Linked DNA regions of Capra hircus: regions 1 and 3 are each linked to region 2. Evidence: chromatin contacts called from public Hi-C data. All regions are on one chromosome and are shown on one strand. The core of a region is the stretch at or near the end of the contact, and the rest is flanking DNA. Distances in the headings are between cores, read along the strand shown.

Evidence for each region. A called contact is a pair of places that touch in the nucleus more often than the background predicts.
Region 1: a Hi-C map of blood shows a contact between it and region 2, with 2.7 times the contacts expected there. The contact joins the enhancer-like site here to the promoter of ARMC12 in region 2.
Region 3: a Hi-C map of blood shows a contact between it and region 2, with 5 times the contacts expected there. The contact joins the enhancer-like site here to the promoter of ARMC12 in region 2. A contact is called at or near these places in 3 of 5 Hi-C or Micro-C datasets (blood and liver).

Annotation. Positions count from the first base shown.
Region 1 is chr23:39,217,015-39,220,832 of ARS1.2, forward strand. No RefSeq gene overlaps it. Among named protein-coding and RNA genes, the nearest start is that of TULP1, 26 kb to the right of the region's middle. Within about 2 kb of position 2,502, at least 1 of the 5 cell types and tissues checked has an H3K27ac peak or open chromatin away from gene starts, as enhancers often do.
Region 2 is chr23:38,986,215-38,990,141 of ARS1.2, forward strand. ARMC12 (armadillo repeat-containing protein 12) reads right to left here and starts at 1,896. Exons shown (of 9, transcript XM_013973881.2): 1 at 1,406-1,896.
Region 3 is chr23:39,132,811-39,136,590 of ARS1.2, forward strand. The region is part of intron 10 of FKBP5 (peptidyl-prolyl cis-trans isomerase FKBP5); the gene reads left to right. Among named protein-coding and RNA genes, the nearest start is that of TULP1, 110 kb to the right of the region's middle. Within about 2 kb of position 1,596, at least 3 of the 5 cell types and tissues checked have an H3K27ac peak or open chromatin away from gene starts, as enhancers often do.

The DNA of each region.
Region 1 (3,818 bases), core at 1,252-3,751, 230 kb after region 2:
AACTCAGTTACCTCCCCTCAATGGGATCAAAGGACCAGGACATGCCTGGAACCTGAACACTGGAACCCTTTCAGAAGCGAAGAGTCGCTGTCCAGGAAGATGCTGAAGCTCCCTTTACCACACCTTACTGTAAATGACCAAGTTCCAAAGCCCACCAATCAAAACCTGCTCCACCAGCACTTCCCCAGATCAACCCTCCTCCCCTACCTCATGAAAGTCTGACCAAACCCCAGAACGGAGAGACAGATCTGAGCTCTGCCTCCTGCCTCCTTGCTTGGCTGCTCTGCCATATAAAGTTTTTCTCTCTGCAGAAGACCATTGTCTCAGTGTTCGGTCTTTCTGCACAGTGGACAACAAGCCTACTCAGTGGGTCACAGTAGCGGACTAGGGGGCTAGAACATAGGCAGGCTGGTGTTTGACCTAAAACCTAGTTTCTTAGTCATGCTGAGCCCAAATACTGAGTTTCTTAGGTTCATTTTAGTTTCATAATTTTTTAATATCTTGACCCTGGATCTTAAGGAGCATCTTTATCAAATTAAAAGACAGTGTTGGGTATGTTAATTTGGTGTGTAGAATATTTAAAATGAGTTTTTATGTGTGTGTTAAGTCGCTTCAGTCATGTCCAAGTCTGTGAGACCCTATGGACTGTAGCCATCCATGGAATTCTCCAGGCAAGAATACTGGAGTGGGCTGCCATGCCCTCCCCTTAAATGAGTATAACATTGAATAAATGGATGAGTGAATGAGTTGTCTTTTACTATAATCTACCTTAAATCCTTTTAGGTAGTGGGTAGGTGAAATAAATCAGAGGGTTGAAAATAAGGGACCCTCCCCCACAGTGGACCCAAAGCAGACAGGACACTGACCCGGCTGGTTAAGCCATGTGGATATGACACCAGAAGAACTAATTTCCTTAGGAAAGCCATCTCCCAAGTCAATTTTTTAATACTTTTTTATCTGGCTGCACCAGGTCTTAGTCGCAGCATATGAAATCTTCCATCTCCATTGCAGCATGCAGGATCTTTCCGTTGCAGCATGTGGGATCTAGTTCCCTGACCAGGGATTGAACCTGGGCCCCTGGGATTGGGAGCTCATAGTCTTAGTCACTGGACCACCAGGGAGGTCCCTCCCATGTCAAGTTAACCCAATCCAGTATTCATGTATTACATACCTGTGGCTGCTGTAAAAAATTATCACAAACTTGATGGCTTAAAACAACAGAAACTTACTCCTTCCCACGTCTAGAGGCCCTAGAGGAGAACCTGCTCCATGCTGCACCCAGTGGCTGGCTGCCAGCAGCCCTTGGGCTTATAGCCACATCACCCTCATCTTTCAGGCCAGCATCTTAAAATCTCCCTTAGCTCCATCTTCACATAACCGTTTTCTCTATCAAACTTCCTCAGCATCCCTCTTGTAAGAATATTACATGTGTGTGCTTTCAGGGACCACTTGGATAACGTAGGATAGTTACCTCATCTCAACACTCTTAATCACATCTGTAAAGATCCTCCCACCCCCACCCCCAGGCTCCATGGATTAGGATATGGATATCTTTCATGGGCACATTGATTCATTCAATACACATGACTCAACCCTTTACTGAAAATTTATGTAAGTCAGCATTCAGTCTTCAGTTCAGTCGCTCAGTCGTGTCTGAGTCTTTGCGACCCCATGAACCGCAGCATGCCAGGCCTCCCTGTCCATCACCAGCTCCTGGAGTCCACCCAAACCCATGTCCATTGAGTCGGTGATGCCATCCAGCCAGCATTCAGTCTTATGGGTATGCAAAAATTTATAAAACAGGGTCTTTGACTTCTGATTTTAATAAAGTTGGCATGTTCCCCCTTGTCTGGAAATCATCTGTATCAGTCAGGGTCCAGTCAAGACAAGAGGTTCCAGAGATTTCCTTGGTGACCCAATGGCTAAGACTCCATGCTCCCAATGCAGAGGCCCTGGGTTCAGTCCCTGGTCAGGGAACTAAAGCCTGCCCGCTGCAACAAAGGACTAAAACCGCCAAATAAACAAATAAAAGAAAACAGGTTTCATACTGGTTATTTTAACAGAATGTGAGATAGGACAGTGATTAAACAGGGGCTGGAGGACTCAAAAAACAAAAGGAGGACACTGAGGTCGAACCAAGATATACGCTACCCCAAGAAGCAACTCCCACCTGAAGCGCTGGGGGAATGATGAAAAGACGCTAAAGGTGAGGCCTCCAGGGACGGCGGAGCCTGGTGGGCTGCCGTCTATGGGGTTGCACAGAGTCGGACAGGACTGAAGTGACTTAGCAGCAGCAGCAGCTTGGAGGTGAGTTCTGGACCTCGGAAAAGAGGTGGGATCCAGCGGCTGCTACCATCCCAACTGCTCCGAGGAAGGGCTGGTACTGCGCTCCACCCCCAAGGAGAGATGCTGTGGCATCATGTGAGTGTATCGGGAGACTTCGGGGAGGCTGAAGCCTGGACCGCCAAATCAAGCTGGAGGCGGAAGCCAACCTTTGCTGCCCGGTGTGACATGCGCGCATTGCTGGTGAAATACTGCGCAAGCCCAGCAAGCACCCGGCACGTCTCAGCTCTGGCCGCCTGGTCTTCCCTCTAGCGCCCCCTGCTGGCAGAAGCCCGCAGGACGCTATCTAGCAGGAGAAACGCCGCCGAGTTCCAGCTCCAGCACTTCAGAGCAGAGCACAAAAGGGTCGATTAGGAGCGAAAAGACAGTAGCAATCCATCCAAGCCACCCCTTGGCTCCTCAGCATCCAGTTCCACCCTGCCACCTACATTTGAACTTCCATATTCCCACAAAACAAATTGATGCTTCTGCCTAACAAGCTAGATCCAACTATCCTTCAAATAAATGAAGATATTCTCAGCCTTTCCCCAAAAGGGGACACACTAAGTCTGTACAGCCATCGCTAAACGATGTTAATAACTACATTGATGCTGATAATATAAAGCTATATTATATATATATATATTTCTTTTATATGTATATGTGTTTGTATGGGGGCGGGGTGTGGGGGCAGTAGCTTCCCAGGTGGCACTAGTGGTAAAGAACCTGCCTCCAACGCAGGAGATGAAAGAGAAGTGGGTTCCATCCCTGGATCAGGAAGATCCCCTGGAGGAGGGCATGGCAATCCACTCCGGTATTCTTGCCTAGAGAATCCCATGGACAGAGGAGCCTGGCGGGCTATGGTCCATAGGGTCGCAAAGAGTCGGACACAACTGAGCGACTTCACACACGTGCATGTGTGTGTGTGTCTTATAGGGAGAGTTGGGTCTCCCGAAAGGATGGGCTAATGTCCTGACCCTCAGTACCTCAGAATGTGACCTCACTTAGAGACAGGATCTTTGCAGATGTAATAAAGTCTGCTGCTGCTGCGAAGTCGCTTCAGTCGTGTCCAACTCTGTGCAACCCCATAGACGGCAGCCCACCAGGCTCCGCAGTCCCTGGGATTCTCCAGGCAAGAACACTGGAGTGGGTTGCATTTCCTTCTCCAAGGCATGAAAGGGAAAAGTCTAGATGAGGTCATTAGGGTGGACCCTAATCTAATCTGACTAGTGTTCCTACAGGAAGTGGCAAATGACATGTGAAGATACGGACCCAGAAAGAACAGCATGTTCTCAGAGGCAGAGATTAGGGTGATGTGTCTACAAGCCAAGAAACCACCAGAAACTGAAAAAGAGGCAACAAAAAAAGTATTCCCTTGCGCCAGTGAAGAGAGCATGATCCTGACCACACCTTGATTTCAGACTCCACCTCCTGAACTGTCAGAAAATAAATTTCTGTTGTTTTTAAGATACTTACCCTGTGCCTTTGTTACGGCA
Region 2 (3,927 bases), core at 646-3,145:
GATTATGGTGATAACCCAGGACAGTGAATGTTCTTGGGGAGCATAAAAGAGGGCTGCAACTCTCGGTGAGAATTTGGGTTTTGGTTCTTTTCCCGTCAAACCCCCAACTTTGGAATATTGGCTAGAGAGAAGTCTGAGATGCCATATACACACACAGCCAACCCCAAGTTTCTTACCTGCCCTCACCAAGGCAAAAGGGCACAGGCCACCCTAGCACACCTCTCTGCCATCTGCACCAGCTTTCCACCTTGAAAGCTGCTGATGTTCCCATCATGTTGTTCTTCAGTCGCTCAGTCATGTCTGACTCTTTGCAACCCCATGGACTGCACACCCCTGTCCTTTACCATCTCTGGAAGCTTGCTCAAACTCATGTCTATTAAGTCAGTGATACCATCCAACCATCTCATCCTCTGTCGTCCCCTTCTCCTCCTGCCTTCTATCTTTCCCAGCATCAGGGTCTTTTCTTCGAATCAGGTGACCGAAGTTATTGGAGCTTCAGCATCAGTCCTTCCAATTAATATTCAGGGTTGATTTCCCAACATGTTCCAGTAACTTCCCTGGTGACTCAGACGGTAAAAGCGTCTGCCTACAATGCGGGAGATCCAGGTTCAATCCCTGGGTCGGAAAGATCCTCTGGAGAAGGCAATGGCAACCCACTCCAGTACTCTTGCCTGGAAAATCCCATGGACGGAGGAGTCTGGCGGGCTGCAGTCCATGGGGTCACAAAGAGTCGGACACGACTGAGTGACTTCACTTTCTTTCACTAGGTGCAATTTATTTAGTGAGTGTGGGTTCAACCCAGACTTTCTACTCAGTCACTGAGTTAGCTTTGTAATCTTTTTGTGCCTCATTTTCCACACCTATAAAATGGGTAAAATAGTAATACCTACTTCTTGGGTTTATCAGAACAGTGCTCAGCACACAGAGCTCACCAAATGTGACTATGACCATTTCAATTATAAGCAGGCTTCCCCTTGGACAAAAATGTCAGGGGTGGAAAGGAAGTGAGCACTCAGACGGTTGGCCTCTATGAGGCCTAAAAGGTACATTATTCAATCTCTTCCCTTATCCTCTATCCCTCCCACCCTGGTCGTCTTCAGGCTAATCAATCTCAACTCCTGTAGCCCATTTACTTTCTTTGCCAGTTTTGGAGTCCTCCTTGAACCCTTCAACCCCACCAAATACCTAAACCTGGAGAGCTAGGGGCACCCAGCCCATTGCCCTGGGCTACTCAGTTCCTAAAAACCATCCTTCCACGTGTAAAACCCCAAGACTACCTGCTTACTCGATCAGGACTCTAAGCATGGGTGTTTCAGCCTAGTTAATTAGAGGAGACTGACATGCTATCGGGGACCTGCTGTGCAAGTAGGCCATTAAGAAGTGTGACCCAGGAGGGGTTCCGCACCTGCATGCCCAGGAGACGCCAAGGGGAAATCAGCTTACTCTAATGAAAAGCGCATTGGAGTCCTTCGAGCTTCGGTTTGGGCAAGTTCCATAATCTTGAGTCTCAGTTTCCTCCTCCGGAAAACGGGTCTATCAATACCCGCCTACTACACGGAAGTGCTCCGTCAGAACTGAATGCGACGCTGTACGCCGTGACTCCAGGTGAACTGGGGAAGCTCTGCACGTGCGAGCTGCCCCCGCAGAGAGCAGAGGGGTGCACGTCTGGGGACAGCCCGCGCCCTGACGTGCACCCCACGTGCTCCGAGATCGTGCCGTCCAAGCTCGCGCAGACCCCGGGCCGGGAACCAGGCTGGCGGGCCTCTTGAGTAGCTCATGACGCCAGCGAAGGCGTGGGGACGCGGGAAAAAGGCGGCGAAAACCCGGGGAAGCGAAGGGGGCGGTGCCCCCCGCAGAAGGAGGACCGGGCGTGGGGCGGAGGCCGAGGCTCCTCCCGCCCCTGGCCTCCCCCGTCTTGCCCCCCCTCCTCCGATTGCTCCCCGCTCCTCCCCCGCCCCGCGCGCATCCGGCGGCGGGCACAGGATGTTCTTTCGCTCGGGCCCCCCCACCCCCGCCCCCGCTCTCACTTTCCCTCCGCTCCCATCCCCCACTCCCGCCGCCGGCACCTTGTTTAACTCTTTCCCTTCCGCGCTTCGCAGCGCCCAGCGCGCCCTTGCTGGGGAGGGGGTCCCACCCTTCCCGCCCACTCCCAGGACAGGGAGCTCCATCCAGGGCGGCATGGGAAGAAGGGCCCCGGCCCAGCGGTGGGGCTCGGTTCTCCGGATCCACTGGCCCGTCGCGGGTGGGAGGGGAAGGGATGAAGAGAGATCCTAGGGCCTGAAGCCAGCCTTCTCCGGACCCCCCAGACCAGCTCACCACTGGTGCCAGGTGGGCTGGGGGTGGGGGTGCCCGCAAATCCGGCGAGTCCCGCGACCGAGGAGGGCAGCCAGCTGGGCGGAGTTAGCGTCCGCGCCAGACCAGACGTAGGGTCAGCAAGGTCGGGGACCCCAACCTCATCCTCTCCCTCGTTGGGATGAGAAGGGGGCCCCCGGCTCTCCGGGAGAGGATGGAGAGAGGTCACGCCCTTCGCGTACACGTCACTGTTTCCAAGGCAACCAGGGGCGGAGACGCAGGCTGGGGAAGGAGAGACCTTAGCGAAACAAGGTTGCTAGAGACACTGGGACCCGGGGGTGGGGGGTGCGTTGGGGTGGGGAGGCGGCGTGGGCGGCCTTTTCAATCTTTGCTTTTCGCTCGCTGGGGGTCCAAAAAGCTGAGGGCCGGACAGGTGCGGTTCATTCGACAGACGTTCTTTGAGCTTGAACCGTGCTTGGCATCAGGCTTAGGCACTGCGTTCTGGCGGCGCTGGATCCAAACCCTGCCCTCGCTGATTATTTTGAGTCAGGGTAGAGTGGCTATGCATCCTGGGTTACCTCCGTGGAACTGGTGTTAACTGTCCCTTCTACTCGCTTAGAAATGTCTTAGTTGGGGGTTGGAGGACAGTAGTTAAGGTACCGCATCCCCCAATTCAAGAAAAGCTCCTGCAAAGCAGGCTGCTGTCTGCTCGCTTTGCAGCCAGCACTATGTTCTCTGTAATCTTTGCCTCTCTCACCTTTTACAGATGAAGCAGGCTCAGAAAGGTGAAGAGGCTTGCCCAAGGCCATACAGCTAAGTGTTGCACCTAGGTCCTTGTGGCCTTCAAAATCCAAGAGCCCAATGTTAGTCTTTCTTTTCAAGACAGATGATATTAAACAAGTAAATAAATAAACCCTGTCCCTGCCGTGAAGGAGCTTATAATATTTGAGGCTGAAAATATTACAGGGCATAATGAAGCAATAAAATCTAGGAAAGATTAAAGGCCACCCATAAGGCTTAGAGGGAAGTTGATGACAAAATGATCCAAGCGGGGTGGAGATTATCAGAGCCTTTGAGCTGGGTTATGGGGTGGTGATGGGATCAAGCTCACTGGGTCTGTGTTTGTGTGTGTGTGTGTGTGATGTGGTGCCAAGAAAGAGAACAACTTAAGGGCATCAGACCAGCAACCCAGAGCTAGGCAGGCTGGGATCTCCAATGGCAAGATCCCTCTGTAAACCCCAAAGCCACTGCTTGCACTCTTTTCTGCCCTCCACCCTCCTCAGTGGTTTTCTGTTCCTTGCTGGAGCACAGGCTCCAGGCAGGCAGCTAGACTTATTCCATTCAGCACTCTAGTACTTTAGAGTTGGTATTTGGCATAACCTTGGTAGCTCAGACGGTAAAGCGTCTGCCTACAGTGCGGGAGACCCGGGTTCGATCCCTGGGTCGGGAAGATCCCCTGGAGAAGGAAATGGCAACTCACTCCAATGTTCTTGCCTGGAAAATTCCATGGATGGAGGAGCCTGGTAGTTCGTGGGGTCGCAAAGAGTCAGACAGGACTGAGTGACTTCACTCACTCTGATGTTAATTTGGATGTCAGATTCTCTCTCCTCATTCCCCACCTCTACCCCGAAGATT
Region 3 (3,780 bases), core at 346-2,845, 150 kb after region 2:
GTCACCAAGTGTTTGTGCAACAAAACAAAGAATGAATAGAATAATTGTTAGCAAATAGTAGCATTCAAAGGGATAAGTTTCATATCATTTTCCCTTTCCACCGTTTTGGGGAAGTCACTTAGGTACATGATGAGAGAAAAGTTCATGCACAGATTTCGAAAGGAACTGAACCCAATATAAAAAGTGCAAAGAGCATGTTACTAGATTTTTAAATAATCAAGTTAAATTGTTAGGAATCAACATAGGGTTGCCAGAAAGGCTAGTAACTCTCATTATTCACTTTAATGGTGACACCATGAATATAACAACATCTGTCACTTTACCTGCTTAAATGAGTTGATTTGTATGATTTACAAATCATAACTTAAAGCATTTCTTACTGTGGGTATAGATAATATATATTTATTTATGACTCATATATACTGGATTCCCTGGTGGCTCAGAGGGGAAGAATTTGTCTGCAATGCAGGAGACATGGATTCTATCCCTCAGTTGGGAAGATTTTCTGGAGAAGGAAATGGCAACCCACCCCAGTATTCTTGCCTGGGAAGTCCCCATGGACAGAGGAGCCCGGTCGCAAAGAGTTAGATACGACTTAGTGATTAAATGACAATATCAACTCAGTGTAATAAAACAGCTGTTCAGAAACTCTAATTGGTTGCTGATGACTCAGTGTTGCAAAGCCACGTATCATATAGCTGTGTCTTGAATATATACAGAGAGATGGCCAGAATTTGTAATCAGCAGCAGAAATCAGTGCTAAAGTAGCTATACAATTATTTAACTTTGTTGCGTCTTAGCATCATAACCACAATAGTGACTTGTGTATTTCATAATGTTATGAACACTCTTAAAATTACTGATGTTTGGATAAAACCTGGATCACACATATTATTTTTAACGTGCAGTTTGATAGACAAAATCTTTCAAAACATTATTCTTTTGGGGGAAAATTAATGAAAAGGTTCAGAACCACTGACCTAAGACTTTTTCTCCCAGAATGTCTTTGAATGTTTTGCATTAAAAACTTCCCTGGAGGCACCTTCACATTTATAGGTAAAAGATCCCAGCGGCGATCCTAGTTTTAGCTGTATGACTTTAGAAATGGTAGGTGGGTTCCTATACACATTCCCTTTTCAGATGTCAGGGCAAGTTCCAGTCTGCCGAGCAGCCTTCCTGGGCCTCGACCTTTCAGGTTGTGCGACTTATGCACAAGCACGGGGTCCTGTTGTGGCGGCCAGGGCAGAGATGGGGCACGGTCATGCCACGCACACATCGAGCCCTATTCTCAGTGACCTGTCGGCTGGGTTTACACCTAAGTGGGGAAGCCTCTGCTCTTAGTAGAGTAGAGCTGTAAAAAGCTTTTAAATGGAAGTGATTTTGGTGTTTAGAGTGTGAACTCCTCATATGAACCTCTGAACACTAAAGAAAGGTAGGAGAGGACTGTCTTCATTTGGCTCTGAAAATAATCATGAAGCACATATAACATGGCGTTGCGCCCGCATAGCTGACAGCACTGAGACAGGAGTGTTAACTGTCACAGCTGGTCAGTGTCTCTCTCCTCTGACTTGGAGGCAGTGGGAAGAAGGCTGAGGACACTTCTTACCAAGAGGTTCTTGCGCCCCCTTGTGCTCCTTGGGGATAAAGCATTCTTAAAGCAACTGAGTGAAGGGTCATCTTTCAGCCACAGGACCCTTTGCAGACACACTAGGTTTTGCTGTGTTTTGACCACCATTACTGACCCAGGAAGCCAGTGCTCTGATTCAGAAACAAGTTGTCCATGACTCTCGGATTTTAGGTTAAGAAAAACCCTCTTTTGCTCTAGAATAGTGAAGGAAAGAGAAGACTTCTCAACCTTGGCACAGTTGACATTTGAGGCTGTAAAGTTAATTGTTTAGTGGGAGGTTCTGTGCGTTTAGCAGTAGCCCTGGGCCTACCCACTAGCTGCCAGTAGTGCACACACATTCCCAGTTGTGAGAACTAAAGAAGATCTCGAAACATTACCAGATGGTCACCTGGGGACAGAGCCACCCTAGTTGAGAACTCCAGTTTTAGTCCATCAGAAGCAGAAATAACACAAAGATCTTTGCTCATTTAAAGTTGAGATATAGAAATTATATATACTATATATGAAAGGACTATCAAGAAAGTAAAATACTCAAGTGTAAAGAACATTTACATAAAGTCTGATACTTTGGGGTTTTTTATTTTCTTTCAGAAACTGTAGCCTCTCTACCATTCTGACAGTCAGAACCTACTGAAGTGATCGGATCTGGTCTTTGTCCTCCCTGGCTCTTTCCTTCCTCTATGACACTATATTAGACAGAAAGGTAGTTAAGAGGAGGATGAGAGCAAAAGGACACCTTTCACTTTCACCATTTTGCTCCCAGTGATTGAAAAACTTGATTCCATAGTTATATTCCTTTGACCTTAATATTTACTTAACAAACCATCATCAAGAGCCACCTCGTGTTAAACCCTGAATATTCCAAAAGGGATAGGGCATGCTTCCTGTCCCCAAAAGCTCATAATCCACCAAGAGAAAAGACAATGACAGAAAATGCCAGCCCCTGAAACTGGTAAGGACTTTAATCTTGAGTAGTGGGGCCTAAGGCTATGGCAGACTACAAGGACAGCCAGCCCCTAACTTACACCTGTGTGAAAGCAACATGCATTCGGTAGAAATCATACTTTGAATTTGGATTGCCTCTTCCCAAACTGGTGATGTCATCATCAGTGAGCATGGCTCCCAGCCATGGGATCATGGGGCTGAACAACCGACACAGCGGTTCTGGACTCACACACCTTTCTGGTTTTCACTTTCAGGACAGTATTCAATAAATTACATGAGATATTCAGAACTCTATTATAAAATAGGCTTTGTGTTAGATGATTTTGCCCAACTGTAGGCTAGATCACACTGAAGGTAGGTGAGGCATATGAAATGCACTTCAGTTTCCCTGGGCATACTGGGGGGTGACCCCCTTGTAAGCTGAGGAAGACTGCCTTCAGATCCAGGCCCTCCACTTGGAACTGTGTCTACCCCATCCTTATCACTGGAAACTGACATCAGGGCTTCCTTTCTACAGTAATAGAGCATATATATCATTCATGTGAATTAATTATACAATTTTTATTCACAGTTGTTACTGAGTGAAAATATGATTAAGAGAAAAGTCTTTCTCATGTAGTCAGGTGACTAACACCTGTGTGATTTTTGTTTTATAGTTAGGTATGCTGGACAGCTGTTCATTGTGTATATTCCCTGGGTCTGTAAATCAGTGGTTAGCAGACCACAGCCTGTTTCTGTAGTCAGGGCTCTCCTGGGACTCAGCCACACCCCCTTTGTTTATATATCATCTGTCACTGCTTTAGTAGCCAGGACAGAGTTGCAGCAGAGACTGTTGGGTCTGCAAAGCCTAAAGTATTATCTGCCCCTTATAGGAAAAGTTTGTCAACCCTTGGTTTAGCTAACGAAGATCTGCTGGGTTTGGGACTAGCACTTAACAGAATCTAGTATCCTCTGTCTAGGGCTGATCATCAGGAGAAAAGGGGAAAGTAACTTCCCTTCGAGTAAACTAGTGACATAGTCTACAGCTACTCACAGGCCTTATGAAAGTTTGGTAAATATTGGCACCAAAGAATGTAACTCAAAAGCCTTGAGGCCCATGTGCTGAAAAGGGTGAAATGGTAAATGCTGGCGAAGAGCATCACGGTGCCCGCCCTGCAGCAGCTCAGAGGTCACTGGGCTCGAGAAGAACAGGGAGAGGTGTCTGGAGA